Regions from separate parts of the Rattus norvegicus genome. Here region 1 is linked to region 2. The links are chromatin contacts, called in public Hi-C maps. All regions are on one chromosome and are shown on one strand. Each heading gives the region's core, a stretch centred on a gene start, on an enhancer-like site or on the middle of the called end of the contact. The rest is flanking DNA. Distances are from core to core; before and after follow the strand shown.

Region 1 (2,700 bases), core at 141-2,640, 740 kb after region 2:
CCCACTCGGTCCCCATTACACTAGCTACACCTCGCCTCTGTTTCCAGTTTGACTTTGAGGACTTTCACCAAATGGACTATCGATGGTTTTACACGAAGCTTTTCAAGAATGGAACAAAATCTCTGAAGGCGAAGCAGCCCCTGTCAGAACAGCACAAGAAACCTGAAAAGAAAAAAAAAAAAAATTGATGCCTCTCTGACCAACTTCGGAGTCATCGCACCATCACGAGGCACTTTGGTCTGTGAAGTGTCTACAGTTTGGTTTCTTGATTTATACTTAATTTTAGAGCACCCAACCGGGATGTGGGCTTCAGCTGAAGAACTCTGGGATACAGGCCGTGGGACCATTGCCATTCTGAAAGCATCACTGAATTCTGACTCACCATTTATGGACAGCCTGTTCTGCCTTGGGCACTGTGTGTCACTTCCCTCACACCCCATGCTCTGGGTCACTATACCACCTTTGTGGTGCCAGCGATGTGATGACGAACCAAGTTATCAGATAAACTGCTCTCTTCTCTTCCTTTACTTGATTTAAATACAGCCCGTGGATGTCACACCAGTCAAACAACGCCCTTCCGCTAGCCAGTACTTTTCCGTTACCTTGTTGTAAGCACATCTGGCCCTGAACTTGATCCAAGTCAGGCAAGATACATCCTAGACAGCTAGAGGTTAATAAGCATCTGAGTGGTTAAATTTAGCCTTTATTCTACTATCCCGAAAAGGGCTAGTTCCCCTTGGAATGTGGGTTTTGTTCCATTGCCAAGTCTCGTGTAAAACTAATAATAGACCCACTTGGTGAGAGTCCTTAAGTAAAATTAGAAAGCGAGGCAAACCGCACAGGTAGCCGATCCCAGATTGCGGTTCTGGGACTGGTCAGTGGAGGGCGCCACTCGCCGAGCTGTCTAACTGAAGGTTTAGATCTCTCAATGTCTCTGCTAAACTGAGCATTTCAAACACCTTCATACAGTCGCTGTGAACATTAAACAACATGAGAAAGTGCACGGCACATACTAGCTACTTCACACGTGTTCCTTTCCTTTTCTTCTACCCCAGCCCCACCCCCAATCCCCAAAATTAACGTTGCCATTAAATTTGCCAAATAAGGCAAAGACTACTGAGGTCGATTGCAGCTGCAAGATTACAGAGTCTCTCTGTCCCACCCAAGTGCTTAAGAAGTGTCGGGCACAATCCAAACTCCAAAGGATGTTAAATGCTGTTCCCCTGCCACCCACTCTAGCCACCAGGGCCCCAATGCACATTAAAATAAGATTAGGGCAATGATTTAAGCTGAAAATTGGGCTGCCAGGGGAAAGCACGGGCCTCACTCCTGGGGGATTAACTATACCTATGGGTTCAGCGGCAGGCGCCTCGGGCTGCCTGACGTCAGCGCCCCGGGTTGTTTTTGCCCCCCGCAGTGTGGGAAGGAATGGGAGTGGAGTGGGTGAAGGAGAGCGGTGCCTCTCCAGCGCCAGCGTAGCCCGCCGGCGCCCTCTAGTGATTCTTAGCCGACACAGGTTTCTCTAAGAAAACAAAGCCGGGAGCCAGATATAGATAACTCACAGGTTTTATCCTCGCTCTCCTCCTAGGTTCAGAGAGTTCCCCAGCACCAACCATCACAGGAAGTTGCTGATGAGAGAGAGGAGGAGTATTAGTACTGCTTTGTGGCAGTCCTGAACAAACCTCCAGTTTAGGAAGTGATAAGGACTTTAATATTTGGAGAGAGTTCTGAAATGTTCTTAGCAGTCTTCACAAAAAAAGCAGATGGCAGCAGAGAAGGGAGATTTAGACCGCCCTCCATGAGCTGGCTTCTCCTGGAGACAGTCTGGCTGCCACTGCATACCAGGACGGATACCCATGCTCAACAACAAACAGGAGGCAGTTACAGCTCCTCCTGTGTGTCTACTTCCTGTGTCAATTTCATGAACCATGGCGAAAATAGGCAGTAAAGCTCTATCCTGCTTAGGAATAAATAATAAATGATCTGGACTCCACAGCAGGCAGGTCTAGAGAGGAGAAATATTTTGTATATATTGCCTTACTTCAGCAGGTGAGAGGAAGAAGCAGCGTTCTACAGATGAGGCGTGGTGGTTTCAGGAGAGGCAACGTTCACTCCCACCCCAACTCAACCAGAAACACACATACACACAGAATCACATACAAATGCACAAATACAGACACATACACACACAGTCACACATACATCATACCTACACACAGAGAAATGCATATAGACCCACACACAGGCACATACACTCACAGTCTCACACACACACATCACACAAATGCACACAAATGAACATATGCACACACATTACACACACACGCGTGTGCACACACACCACACACACACACACCAGAAATGTAACTTGGCCGTGTTAGATTAAGAAAACAGAAAGCCATTAGCTTATCTCTGAACTCTGAGCCCCTGTTACAAACTACCACTTAAACATCAACAAACTGAACAAGTATTTATTTGTTCATTAATTTATTTTGAAACAAGTTGGTTCCCTGTGGCCCAGTCTGACCTTGAACTTCTGATCCTCCTGCATCTGCCTTCTGAGTGCTGGGAATTCATATGTAAGCTACCACACATAAGAGGTGTATATGGTTTGTTACAGAAAGTGCGGACTTTGGTCAATCATAAACAGCCTCACCCTTCAGCCAGTTATAGGCCTCCTGTATTGGTTTGCCTTCTGTT
Region 2 (2,840 bases), core at 69-2,568:
ATAACAACCTCAATAGAAAAACCTATACTCAATATAGTTATTGTATCTCTATATTTTTGTTTTTTTCTAGAAGAATCTCAAAGGGCATATAATTTCAAATTCTATGCCTTTTGGACCATGATCGCCCTAAGTGTACTTTTCCAAATCATTCACTTTCTGACTCTTGTTTTCCCCATAAGACTGTCTGTGGCCCAATCGTAATTCTGAGCATCTGGTATCTAGTGTTCTTGGCTCTTCTAAAACCCCTGACTTCTGGAACTCTAGAATTCTTTAAAAAATGGGTTTGGTCACACTTTAAAACAGAAGCAATGCACAGTTAAGAGTGACATCTGGCCTTGCCCTGGGCCCACCCCATACTCCATCTCATTCTGCTCAACATCCAAGAAGGATATGTACATCATGAAGACTAAAAGGCTAACGAGTTGGGTCAAGGGCACACAGCTGGAGTTGAGTGGCTTTTCATTTATATTTATGGAGGTCTGAATCCAAAGCCAGTGTCCTGTCGGTTGCCTCGAATTAACAGAGACTTTTCTTAGGAAAAATCTGCCCAATGATATGCAAAAGCATTTGTTCATGCTTCAGTATCTCTCCTGAAATCTTCATGGTTAGAACTAGTCATATAACTTCTCTTTTCTCCTTGATATATGAGTTTCTTTCCTTTAGCCTTATCCCTTTTGGATAGAACAGTGGACAGATCTACCCTATGGAAGCTTTCCTAGGACTGACTGAAAGTTTTCAACCTAAAGAGAAAATGAAGGCAGGCTTTTGAAATGGCTAAATCTCAAAATATAGATTGGTAACACTTTGGCAGAACTGGTCTGGACCCAGAGCTCAGTGTGGGCTGTATTTCCTCAGCGCTCAGCCCTCTTAGCAGGCATCTAAAGATGGTTTTTGACTTTGAAGAATACATAGGCATGAATATTTGCCCTGTTAAAGGGATATATTTTATTTGTTCATTACTGAAGAAAGATATACTATACTAAGTAAGGTTTCATTTGCTTTTTATTTATAAAATAACAGTGTCTCCACATTTTGAAGCTATAGGTTATTTTCTACAAAACAAAATCCATACAGAAACTGCCAAATATAAAACTGTTAAGTGTGGAAGTGCTTGGCTGGAAGTTAGGCATTCACAACTCCAAGGCTCCCCCAAGAATCTCCCACACACACGCTTAGTTGATTTGTGGTACTGTAAGACAGTCTGTAAGACACACTGAGGACAGCACCACTCTGGATTTTTTGGAAGGTCATTTCTAGTTCTGACGTCCAAGGACCCTGTAGATTTCCATCTGTTCTGTCCTCTGACCACACCAATGTCACAGCATGCTCTAGCCCTTCCACAGGGCATCTTCTTCAGGTCTTCATCATTTCCACTCTGGGAGCTGAGCCCGCCCCAGCTCACTACTTCCGGTTCCTCCACCATTAACATTACAGCGCTTGAGCTAGTCTGCTGAGGTCCCTCCCTGTCTTTATTCTCCTCACTGTATTCACAGACCAGGACATCTATATCCCCAAACAATTTACAAACACATTTCTCTACAATGGTGTATTATGGTATGGCAAAGGAAACGGTGTTTCTATGTTGTTCATTTCTGAAAGAAGTGGAGATCCCAGCTCAGAGCAAACCAATGCCAATGACTTGAAGTTTGGGCGGCTGGCTCATACTGCTACTGCCTCCCAGTGGTCCTTCTAGTCGCTCGTAATAATGATCATCTAACAGAGGGATGAGAATTTTCATGAAACCGCATACCACTTCGGAGGAACGGTGTACAATGCAGTAGGTATCCACCTCAGGCGAGTTATCATTCACCGCTGATATCAGTCATAATGCACCATTAGAAATCGGCTGAGTCTCTTCCAAAAGAACATGTTCTGGAACATTACACCTCAGCTTTCTAATTTAAGCAGTGTAAGGGTAGAAAACAACCACTCTAAACAGTGGAGATGACTCCTAATTATCAAGGTTTTGTGTGAATTAAAACAGGATGTACTAACTTTTCCACTAAATACCTAGCAGATAATTGGGGCTTATTTCACAGTAGCAATTTTCGTTCTGATTGAAGGCTTTGGATGGAGACATTGGACAAATATTTTAAACACCCTGTATCCCAAAGCAGAAAGACAGCTCACTGATGTTCAGCAGGGAAGATATCAAGGTTCACTGTCCCTTTTTTCTGTCATATATCCACTAGCATTACGGGAATTGTGCAAGTTAATGACGAAACCCAATAGAGGTCCAAATTATTATTAAAGCATAAATGATATAAATTTTCCCAAAGTATATCATATTAAATCATTTCCTCAAAAAAGGCAAGCAAAGCCAGGAAGATAAAAACATTTTGAAAAACTCAAAGAATCCTGTCTTTTCCCCAATGTCAAATAATGGGGCCTCAGCAAGAACTATTTTGCTTTTCTGTGAGGTAACTCTTTATCCAAAAATTATTAGAAGAATGCTAAGGATGTTTCTTAGTCAGATGCTAGGTTGTGGCAGTATCCCTTCACTTTAAAAGTTTCTTTTTTAAATTTACATGAAGCAGTTTTCTTACAATTTTATCATAAGGAGGAGTTGGTGGAGGTGGAAATGCTATTTGAGGATTAGCTTTTCAAGAAAAGATGATCTGAAACACTTCAAAAAATGAACCAAATAAAACAGCATTTGAAAGGCAAGACACGAAGTGGCAGGTCATACAATTCATGTCTACATACCAATTGGTTAAGCCGGAAGTATAAGCAAATGATTCCTTTCATGTGATCATTCCAAATGTAACTTTTGATATTGTTTTTCCTGGTTATAAAAACTAAGATTTAGAGACAAACACCGAGAAAGGTAAGCCTACAAA

What was found. A called contact is a pair of places that touch in the nucleus more often than the background predicts.
Region 1: a contact with region 2 is called in a Hi-C map of frontal cortex, with 2.0 times the contacts expected there. The contact joins two enhancer-like sites. A contact is called at or near these places in 2 of 12 Hi-C or Micro-C datasets (Schwann cells and frontal cortex).

Annotation. Positions count from the first base shown.
Region 1 is chr2:228,911,426-228,914,125 of GRCr8, forward strand. No RefSeq gene overlaps it. Among named protein-coding and RNA genes, the nearest start is that of Ddit4l, 110 kb to the left of the region's middle. Within about 2 kb of position 1,391, at least 50 of the 93 cell types and tissues checked have an H3K27ac peak or open chromatin away from gene starts, as enhancers often do.
Region 2 is chr2:228,170,988-228,173,827 of GRCr8, forward strand. No RefSeq gene overlaps it. Among named protein-coding and RNA genes, the nearest start is that of Ppp3ca, 330 kb to the left of the region's middle. Within about 2 kb of position 1,319, at least 3 of the 93 cell types and tissues checked have an H3K27ac peak or open chromatin away from gene starts, as enhancers often do.